Regions from separate parts of the Mus musculus genome. Here region 2 is linked to region 1. The links are chromatin contacts, called in public HiChIP or PLAC-seq maps. All regions are on one chromosome and are shown on one strand. The core of a region is the stretch at or near the end of the contact, and the rest is flanking DNA. Distances in the headings are between cores, read along the strand shown.

The links. HiChIP or PLAC-seq counts read pairs in DNA pulled down with a chosen protein or histone mark.
Region 2: a contact with region 1 is called in an H3K4me3 HiChIP or PLAC-seq map of embryonic basal ganglia, with 2.3 times the contacts expected there. The contact joins two enhancer-like sites. A contact is called at or near these places in 7 of 115 datasets of contacts at active chromatin or transcription factors (craniofacial prominence, embryonic basal ganglia, embryonic forebrain and 4 more).

Annotation. Positions count from the first base shown.
Region 1 is chr1:168,266,563-168,272,190 of GRCm38.p6, reverse strand. The region is part of intron 2 of Pbx1 (pre B cell leukemia homeobox 1); the gene reads left to right. Among named protein-coding and RNA genes, the nearest start is that of Gm51671, 77 kb to the left of the region's middle. Within about 2 kb of position 2,835, at least 23 of the 459 cell types and tissues checked have an H3K27ac peak or open chromatin away from gene starts, as enhancers often do. A contact at or near this core is called in embryonic basal ganglia, where this site is marked.
Region 2 is chr1:168,415,335-168,420,962 of GRCm38.p6, reverse strand. All of the region lies in intron 2 of Pbx1 (pre B cell leukemia homeobox 1), which reads left to right. Among named protein-coding and RNA genes, the nearest start is that of Pbx1, 14 kb to the left of the region's middle. Within about 2 kb of position 3,097, at least 111 of the 459 cell types and tissues checked have an H3K27ac peak or open chromatin away from gene starts, as enhancers often do. A contact at or near this core is called in embryonic basal ganglia, where this site is marked.

The sequences.
Region 1 (5,628 bases), core at 1,586-4,085:
TTCTCCCAACCTTTATGGAGGACTTGTGATGAGGGTCTGTTTCTGGTCTGACTCAGAGGCCCACTCCTCCCCAATATTTCCAGTATGACTCGTCTACATTTGATTTCTTCTTGTGTTCTTCTTCTGAGGGTAGAAGGAGAGGAACAGATTGACAACAGCAATAACAAAAATAGAGGATACTCCTTCCTGTTCGTCTTGGTGGGAACTGCCCTGGCTGTGGCCAAACTAGGCAAACTTGCAGAGCAAGCTAATCAGGAATACAAACCAGAAACCCACAGAAGAGGTTTTTGCTTCAAATGCACTTTCCCTTCCTTACAAATCCACAATTTACATGTTTTCCAAAAGGCTGGAGTTAATTCCTAGCTTTCAGAAATTATTTATTATCATTATAACCATTTCACCACAGGCGGCAGATAACACATTATTCAGAATTATAACACATTTTGATTTAGACAAGGACAGAATAATGAAATTGAAAGAAGTGTAGCAAATGTTGAGTATTAATGCTAGCCGAACATATTTCTCTCAACACACAGGGGAAGGGAGCATTCGCAACCAAGAATTGTTCATTTCCCTCAAAGGGCACTTTTTGTTTTTGTTATTGGTTTGCCTTGGCTCCATGGTCTCACATCACCACAACTGGTCAAAACCATTGAGTAATTTTTAACTGTAGGACATGTCTATGTCCCGATAGGCCTCCCCACCTACCACAGCATAGCCTTGTCTATGCAGGGGTGGGAACTGTAAAACCAGTCAGAGGAATTGGATAAGCCAAGTTGGTCAGTTCCTTAGAACTTCTAGGAAACCACAAGATAATTGGAGGGTTGCTGCTGGTAGGCGCCTTGGCCTTGTGTGAGCCATTGGTGTTCCTCAGTGCTCAGCTGACCGTGACTGCTTCTCCTTTTGGTTCATTTTATACGAAAACTGTGTAACAGTGACTGACATACATTTTCCAGTTGAATTTTCAGGTAACATCCAGGAACACATGGGAACTAATCTTAGAGAGTTAAAACGCATATATAGCTGAATTCTCACAATGAACAGGAAATAAATCTTAAATAATCTGCGTCAAGGCACTGGGATGCAGCTATTGATTAAAAAGTGAATCTTCACTAAATGATATCGTATTGATGGATTCATGCACCATGAAATGCACAGTTTTGACCTACTGAGTCATATTTTGTCATTTGTCTGTGTGATTTTATTTATGCCTTCATCTTTTCCTCCTTCTTTTTTCATCTTTATCATCGAAAGTATTTATTAAGAACTCACCTGTGAGTGTAGTCGTAGGCTGGCCCTGCTCTCTAGGGACACACCAGTTATTATGCATACTGTTAACGTGCCCGTAAACACATCAGCATTGTATAAAATGCTCAGATTTCTATGCGGGTGTGCATATAGTTTAATAATAATGGAAAACACTTATTCAACATTTTCTCTGTCTGGGTCTGTTTCAGCACTTTCAGGCAACTCATTTAACCTTTTAAAAGAAGTAGATGAGCCAGGTACAATTATTACCCTTCTTTTACAGTTAAGGAACCCCAGGGCCTAGAGAGGTTAACTAACTTGCCCAAGGTCACATGTCTCGTAATGGTATATTCAGTCAACTGACACAGGCATTCTGACTCGTGAGTCTGTGCCTTACATCAATACACTGTGCTACCTTCCCAATATAAGTGTAATAACTATCTGGGAAATAAAAGAACCAATGCTAATAATTGTAATAAGTAATTATTACCAAGTGTTCCCTCTACAGGAGTCCCTGAAGCGAGCATCCAACATCCACTGATTCATCTAAAACTCTTGGCAACCCAAGGATGATCACACATCAAATGTTTAAAAGTGGTCCTAGTTTTTAAAATCTTCCTTATGCTACACAACTAGTTAAAGGTAGAGGCTCTTACCATTGGGGTAAATCCTGGAAAGCTTTAGGACATCCTGCAAGGGCCACCAGAAATCAGCATGAGGACAGCAGGAGGCAGAACTGGGAGGGGCACATATAGGAGACTGGGAGTAGTAGCACGCGCACTGGTTTGGACTGGTTGATAAGAACAGGGAGTCTGGGAATCCACTTCCTGACGTCCCTAGGTGCATGGCATTATGGGAAAGAGGAAGCAATGGGCAGGCTAATTTGCTAACTCAGTGACTCAAAGTAGCAACATTAAGACATTGTTTCTCTCCTCTAAGGACCGGCCAACACCTGGGTTGGCTAGTGGAATCTGGGCGACTTTCATTTTTATCGCCATTCTTCACTGCATGTTTGAAGTTTCCTTTAATTGCCATATATTTCTTGCCTAGGTGAGAGGCCTTTGTCTATCCAAAGGGGATCAGAGAAACAAAGAGGTCTGGATTTATTTAATTTTTGCTAGTGTGTGCTCATGTGTTCGTTGCTCATGTGTGTATTTGTGTATGTGTGCATATGATATGAACAAAGGGTCTTCTGGAGTCTGGGCTCCTTTTGGCGTGGGATGGGACTCCTGTACAAGATGGCCCACGTGACCTATTTTTGTAAGCTTTCTGCTGCTTCCCTTCCTCATCAGACGTGATGATCGCTCATAGCATCTTCTCTTTTCATCAGTCAAAAAAAAAAAAAAAGCCCAACTCTCTTGGCTTCTTTGATTTCAGCCTGTCACTTGATGAGGTCTCTGCTATTTATATTTTTGTTTGTCAGGAGGGAGGGGGGAAGCAGATAAACAAAGCCCAGGCAAACCAGCAGTTCTGCTGGATATGAAGGGACTCACTCACCCCAGAGGCAGCAGGACTGCCTAACTGGTATTTAAGAGAGGACCAAGAGGTCCACACTGTGAATGCCAATGAAAGGGTTACTGGGAAATGCAAACAAAAACAACATGCAAATGAGGCTGCCAGCAACAGGTAGACTTAATCAGATGCTGTCAGATGAATTCAACATCTCCCCGATTGTCGCCTCTCTTTGCCTCCCATTCGGAAGCCCTCATCTGCTCCAGATGTGGTTTAATTTACTGCGACTTGGCTAATTACTGTAATTAAGGATTAATTACTGTTAATTACTTTCACATAAACTCAACGCCAGTCAAAGAGCGGAGCCTTATGAAGTCTGCCACAGAAGTGAGCTCGGTTCCAGGGCCTATGTGAGCTCTGCAGGTCTCCATGTGTTGCCCGAACCACCACTGCCTTGAAGCAGTCTGCCCCTCTTATATCACCAGTGGGATTGGAGGCCAAAGGTACACACAGGGTCAGTGCTCAGGCCCGCACAGTGTGCCAGGGAGCAGGCACTTATGTGCACAGTGGGTAACCTGAAGGCTAGGGCCATGTTGGGGAGAAGGCCTGGGTGATCTGCATAGACACCAGCCTTCGGCAGCGAGCCTGAGAGCCAGCCTTGTGTTCTCTTCCTGTGATTACACTGTAAGCCCTGGGAGCTGGTAAGATGCCAGAAGTCCGTGTAGGTGTTGAGGCACAGGAGATATCCACCATAGGCAACTGGAACAAAGAGAAAGCAGGATGGAAAGTACCCCTCTTCTATCTCTCCCTGACTGCTGACTTCTGTTCTTCAAGAATGCTCTTAGATTTGAAGTTAGAAACAGGTTTTGTTGTTGTTGCTGCTGCTGCTGTTTTGTTTTAAAGGTCTTGCCTGCCACATATCCCTAAACATACAATCAAGTGGTCCAAGAACACTTCCTCTCCAACTCCAGTGCACACCAGCCCTGCTGGTGCATGCTTGCACTTGCCCATGTGTCTGCAAATCTTCCGCTGTCAAATTCTGAATTCCACCTCCTCCCAGCAGAAGATATGGTGCAGCAGTTCTTGGAAGAAATGAAATCTTCCGTGTCAAACTCCCTCCCTCACCCCTCCACTGTCTCTTACTTTATTGGCATTCTTTCTTCCTCTCACTGAGAGAAACTTTTTGAGACTCTTCCACTTGGGCCCCACACTAGTTTCTTCTGTCTCCTTGTCTTTTGCTTTATCTGTCATTCCGCCCTCGAGAGCCATGGGCATCCTCTTCTAGGCACAGAACCTATGGAAACCTTCCGTACACTTCCTCCTCCTTAGCTCCATACCATCTTAACCTTCCTGCAGTCATTGCAATTCTCAAAGGCAAGCTTCCCTTTCTCACTCCACCCAAGTCTTCCTTTGCCGCCTTTGATGGTTTTCCATCTCGTGTTCCTGTGGCTTCCCAATAGCTTAATGCAGTGTGCTTTCTTTCTGTCCTTGACTTATTGGACCACCTTCTTAACTGCTTTCCACAGTTCTACATTTAACTTTTCCCAAGTTTTGCTTTCTTAGCCTCTGCGGCTCTGGGTACTTTTGTTCCCCGAGTGGGCAGGCACCTGTGCCCTCAGGTTCTGAGATATTGGTGTTTATGAACAGTTCGCATCTCAGGTCAGCTCTGCCTGGATATTTCATTCACCTCCTTTTTCACTCCCCTGGTGTCTAATTTAGCCCCAGACCGAGAACTTCGTGAGGTGAGACCTTAGGCTTCATTCTTTGTTTCATCTGTTAGGGACCAAATGCTATCAAGAGCAGAATGGGTGTCATCTGGACACAGGGCCATAGCACCCAGGGTTCACCAAGGGAGGTTTAAGTGACCATTCCTGTTTTGTGTACTGCTTTTGTCTTTACCTAGGGCATTTTTGTCTGTTGGGGTAGAGCAGATCTTTGTCATTTAAGGAGAAACCTGATATTTTAGACTGTTGCCCCCCCCCCAAAAAAAAAGCCCAAGAAAGGTGCTTTTTGACAGTAATCCCAAACATTGTGGATACAGAGAAGGAGCAGTAAGAAGAGTGTGCAGTGTGTTCTTGCATAATATGGTATCGCCCGTTTACCAAAAGAGCCATTTGCACATCAAGGATGCTCTCTTCACATCGAGTGGGTGAAACCACTCAAGTGGAAAGGGAACTTTGATTTAGGTCTAAAGGAACGCCACAATATCTCATCTGATGAAATCAACGAATCAACAAAATTAACCTTTAATAAATGATGTTTAGTAGAGAGACTTTTATTAAATCTTGACACTAACTTTATTGACCAACTAAAGGAAGATATCTTTTGTAGAGGTGTTTTGTGCGTAGGCCCTTCCTGTGTTTCTTTCTCACTGAGTCCACAAATGTTTTTTGGAATGAATATCAGCAGTTCACTTAGCAAGCATTTACTGAATGCCTGTTGTATACCACACACAGTAAAAGATCAGAAGCATAACATGGCATTAAATTGTTTGTGGCAGGAGACAGAATGATAATATCAATAAAACACCTTCACCCTCAGTAACAAATATGGTCATTAGATGTTTCCCTCCCTTTTAGCTCATATTTACTTAAGTTCTTGAACAACGTGTAAGAGGAAAGAACTGAAATATTTTTTATAAGATACTTTCCTTTGGCCAATAAAGTCAACTTTGATGGGCCTATCTCTGAAGGAAAGAGATGTGCAATGGAAAGATAATATCATGCTAGTGTTTTGATGAGCTGGATAACAGGGGCAGCTGTGAAGTGAAAGGTGGGCAGAGGACATTTCACGTATTAATATAATTCATTATCCAATACATGTCTCTGCTAAACGTTACTAGAAATGCTCCTTTGATATTTTGAAGTATTCACATTATATATTGCACAAGCTATACATATTTATAGACATAAGTATATATACACACAC
Region 2 (5,628 bases), core at 1,848-4,347, 150 kb before region 1:
TCCGCCCCTGACCTAATATTTATCACCAGTCTGGCCATGTCCCTCTTTCCCATGCCTAGACCCTATCAGCCCTTCATCTCACAGTCTGCCTCTCTGCATAGGGCCATTTTACAGGAATATAACCATACCCCATGCCGTGCTTTGTGACTAAGCTCTTCCACTTAACATGTTTTCAAGGTTGGTCTACCTGTTCAACACACATATGAGAACTCTTCCAATCTTTTCTCAACCAAATACTATTTCGCTGAGTGGATCTCTACATTTGTTTCATCCACTGCCAGCTGCTAGACACTTGGGTTCTTTCCCCTTCTTGGCTGTTGTGGATACTGTTGCTGTTCTGTGGATACTGTTGCTGCTCTGTGGATACTGTTGCTGCTCTGTGGATACTGTTGTTGTTCTGTGGATACTGTTGCTGCTCTGTGGATACTTTATTACATTACAGTGTTTGCGTGTCCATGTCTTCTGTACACATAGGAGGGGAAGTACTGGGTCACTTGGTAACTCTATGGCTAGATTGTGAGGGCATGCTAAAATGTTTTTCAGAGTTCCTGCAGTGGATACAGTATTTGAAAATAAACAATAATAATAATAATAAATCAACTACTCCAGGTATACTTCATGGCCTGTTGCTGTTGACATATTCTTGAGTCCTGTTATGCTTGGTGCTGGGTTTTGTCCTCAGCGATCCTGGGCATCCACTTGTGCTAACCTACTCCGTTCTCTGATTGGAGCTCTTTCTTTTCCAAGTTTAGGATCCTGTTGTGTGTCCCCCCCCCCCTCGTCCTTGAGTCAGTCAATCTTTAAGCTCAGTGAAAAGACATACTGTGAAAAGTTTATTTCACCTGAAAATGTGCATGATCAGGAATTCTGTGGCTGTCCTCTCAGGACAGTTAGCACGCTAAAGAGTTAGCAGGGAAAGTCAAAGCAATGAATATGGAACTCTGGAGTAAGGTATGCCACATCCTTGGGGAGGAAGACACTCGGCAACCGTCGGTGGTAACCTTGGATGCTAGACCATGGGCTTGCAGTCAAACCAACCGGGTCAAATCGCATTGGTTATTTGATTTCACAGGGCATCAATTTCCTCATCTGGAGTGAAAACAATACCTAGGACCCAGGCTCTCTTGACAGACTAAACAAGACAACACCAGGAAGCACGGCGTTCAGGGTTTAATGCCTGTGCTCAAGGAACTGCCGCTTGCCGCTCTGGCCCTTTCATACTCTCTGCACCCAGTCCTATAGTTCTCAGACGGAGCACTGCTGTATATATAATTTTAAATTTCTCCATCTAGATTTGCTAGTCACCACATTAAAAGAACAATCAATAAAAAAAAAAAACCAAGCAAAAGGAAACAAGGAAATTAAACATCAGGATTGCATCTCATTTAACCCAAATGTACCTGAATAGTTCAACTAGTAATTGTCCTAAATGTTAGGGCAGTATTTGGTGTTCTGTGTTGTACAGCTTAGATATTGAGCATTGTGTTCCGTATGGGATGTGTCTTAATTCACCAGGTTGTGTTTCTCAAGCTTGCTGGCTACGTGTTACTACCATATTGGTTGGACAGCCAAGCCACTAAATGGCTATCCAGAAGGAATACTTCCTTCTCTGTTTTGGCAAATTAAGACACGTGTGGCTATTGCCTTTTCAAAGTGGATCTGGTGGGTCTATAGCTGGCTGCCCACATATGGACAGGCTTGTTAGAGCATTCTTGTACCCTGAACCCTCTAGAGGGCGGCAGGATGAGCAAGAACGAAGCCAGCCCCCACACCACCTCCTCTGTCTTTCTAAATCACTTCTCTCCATAACTGCTCATCTGTGGTTCTCTACCCCTAACAAAATCTCAGAGGTTCCCTAAAATAACCGAGTGGGCCGAACAGCCATCTCGCTATCTTTAGCTGCAAGAGAGTGGGAACCAGTCGGCGGACTCCATAGTTGATATAATCGCTAGACTAAGCTGCTAGACTGCATTTGAAGCCTGGTGCTCTCACTGTCTCTGTGTTAGCATGTCATTTCGAGAATACCAGTTTCTCCTTTGGCTCTCAGCCTTCCTGGTCTGCGTGGATATAGAGACTCACTAGTCCGACCCTACATTCTGCAGGCTATGAGGTCCTACATAACCCACTGTCAAGCATAGACACACACACTTGGAGGCAGGCGGAGCTGTTTATGAGAGAATTCTCTCTCGTTAAGATGGCAGTTCTAATTTAGCCTGGGAATCCCTGTATCTTTTCTAGGCGGTCACATAAAGTTGGTTATGGTGGTGCTACGGCTACTTCTATCAATCAAGCTGAATTGGATAAGACAAACTGAGAAGGGGGGAAAGGGGTGGAATTTGAAGAAAAAAATGTTTATGACGGAAGCCTTCGGCTGGGGGCCAGTGTGCTGTCATCTACCTGCTGGCTTGGCAACGGCAGCAAATAATGTTGCATGTGTACTATGTATTTGTAACTGTGGGATCCTAGATTGGAAATCTCATGGAATGTATGAGGAAACATGTTCTACCTTTCTGTTGCTCATGAAGTCAAGCCCAGAAAGTTTGGAAGTCTTGAGTTTGCTTCCACCATAGACCTGTCGTGTGACTTGGTGATCTTCTGTCATTCCTCATAACTGTCAGTGAAACGTTTTGGAAATGTTATTAAAGTGAGTTTTTTTGGTTTTTGTTTTGTTTTTTGTTTTGTTTTTTTTTTGTTTTTGATTATTATTATTATTATTACTTTTTTTTAAAAAGAAAGATGCTTGGTTTTACCTGCAAATGTGTTAACAGCCAGGGGAAAAAGGAAAGTTGACATTTTTGTCTTGCTTTCAGACCAGTTGAATCTGCCAGCAGCAGCTCAAAGGAATACATTTACCTGGTGGTCTGGGCTAAACTAAACCTGGAAAAGAGTAGCAGGTTGTTTTTTTTTTTTCCACTGAAGGTTTTGGGTGATTTGAGATCTCAAGTGTTGCCGCTCTCAGGAGATTTCTAATAATTACCACTGTTAATAGGGCTGAAACTTGGCATTTATATTTCGTCCCTAACAAAGAAAGCCTCCTTGAGAGAACCCGGCTGAGCCCAGCTGGCATCCTTCTGGAAGGCGGGAGCAGCTAGCTCTGAGAGCCCAGAGCTAATTCTTTGCCACACAGGGCAAGCAGAGGCTGGAGCCTCCTCCTAGCAGCCCACATGAACACACAGTTAAAACAAAGAGCAGGCACCTGGGCTCAGCTCGCCTTTGTGTGGCCCTCTTGCTAGGGAGTCTGTAATCATCTCTAAGGCCTTAGGAGGATAAATCCCAAGTAGGTATCGGTCAGTGGTGATGCTGGCTAGATAGGAGTAAGAAGTCATGGTGTGGTTTGGGGAGCTGAATCCTTTGCAGGGGATGAGGGGAAGAATAAAGAAGGAGAGAGAGAGAGAGAGAGAGAGAGAGAGAGAGAGAGAGAGAGAGAGAGAGAGCACCCAACAATAAATAAGAATATTCAAGACATAAGAAAGTGTTTTTTGCCTTAATCAGGGGAAGAAATGAGAAATTGAGGGTGTTGGAGGAAGTTGGGGTGGTAAAGGAGTTTGATGAAGAGCCTGGTGCTCAGGGGACAGATCCTCCCAAGGCACAATCTCACATGAGGATCTGAGCCTAACAGAGGCACCAGGGTGTAGTGGCTGAGTCATCACAGATCCACAACAGACTAGCCCTGGTACAGCCCTGCAGCAGCTGGGAATGCACAGGGAGGCTGTTAGGCAGACACTCAGGGTCACTCTCGGGGTCTTGTCTCAAGTCCCCAGTGCAGATCTGCAAGGCTTGAGCTGAACTTTGCTACCCCGGTGCTTGGCCCTGGAGGCCGAGGATCGGCTGGGAGCACTGCAGGCCAGGCTCCTCTCATTCCTCCAGGCTGACCCCAAGGGTGACAGGAGAACGGTCTTCCTGGAAAGCATCCTCTTGCTCTGGAGTCTTGCTTCCTTTACGGAACACTTTTAGTGTGGGGCTGGATTCCCCGATGATGCCAGCAGGGCCCCCAGGCTTCCTACTCTGGGCTGTGCCTGTGCTGTTTGGGCTTCCAGCAGTGGGGGCTGCTTTCTCAAATGCACGCTTCAACCCTGGAGGAGGTTTTGCATAAAGAAGTGAGATTCGGTAGGGGGTGGGGTAGGGGCAGCTCTTTCCTTAGTTGCCTCTGTTTCATCTCTGATCAACAAATAGCCCAGTTGTTGCTTCATCTATCGAATTGGATTAAATCGCAAAACTTGGAGTTACTCTGAAATCCCTCCCATCCTGCCTTCTTTATCTCTCAGCTATTATGGGGAGTGCAGCACTTACCCTGGGGAAATTTTTAACCCTAAGAACCTTGATGTACTTTAAACAGCTTTGACATTTGTTAAGCTTGGTGTGATTTCTTGAACACTCAGAGAAGGCTCCAGGACTTCTATGCTACCTAGTTTCTTGTATGTCCCCTTGCCTTGTTTCAGAGACTTGTGTGAAGAGAGGCCTTTAGCCACCTGATTTTTGCCAGTTTTTAGAAACCCGGACAACTTCTTTGGGGTACTGTGAACACAGTTGTGTCCCCTCCCCCACCAAGCTGGCTGGAGCCAGGGCAGGAAGGGGCTGTCATCAGGCTTCTGCTGAAAGTCCCTGGACTTTATTTTTCTTCTTCGAAAGTTACACTTGGAAAGATGCACTTGACGTGAAGTTGTTATTCTTCAATGGATCTGTGTGCTTTTCTGTGATTGCCCATCTACAGCATGGTGGGGCGGCACCCCCTTACCCCGGAAACGTAGCATTGCATTCTTGTGGGCAGGCAGAAGCCAGCCACGTTGGTGTGCCTCACAACTAGGAAACATATCTATGACTTAGTTCTCTCCATAAATTTTCAAGAGCCTAGTGTCTGACCAGTCCACAGAAGAACTAGGCTCATTATAAGCTCCATAGGATCTTTCCCTTCCTTGTGCTCCTGGGGTAGAGGATGGAAGGGTTCTTTCTGGTGCAGGTCAGGCGTTCCCTGTGTAATGTGGATTGGCACAGGTGCAGCTAAGATAGAAGGAGAGCAACACTAACAGCTGTCTAGTGACAGTGAAAGAGACAGGGAGGCAGTTGCTTATCCTTACTTACCTCCTCTCCTGGGTGTCTCTGTCCAGGCTGGGATGTTTTGGTAGCATCGTTGATGGTTTTTATCAATACAAAGGAAATCTCCTCGCTGGCTCTGTTTTGGCCTAAGTATGCATAGGCTAGTTGACATGCTAAGATCCCCGTGTCATCTACCCCTTCACCTGTAATGCCACCTCATGAATATCACTTGTGTGGAGGCCATATGAGGTTATATTATTTATAAGCAAACTTTACCAAATATCTATAGACATCTGTTGGGGAACTACTGGCTGAGTCGAGAAAAAGTTCAACTCTCCTCTGGTTGGATTGATGTATTCAGTGTAGAAGTATATGTGTTTAGGGGTCTTTGTGTGGCTTGACATGGCCAAAGAAGAATCCCATATTCTGTCTCCACCTTCTTACTGCTTTAGTCATGGACAAATATGTATGTCTCTTGCCTGCTGGCCAGATCACTGTGAAGGAGGAAGAACAAGGCTATGCCAACCACAGCACTTACATTTAAGAAGCTCACAGTCCCACAGGGTGCCTGAGTCACGGTCATAGTCACTGTAC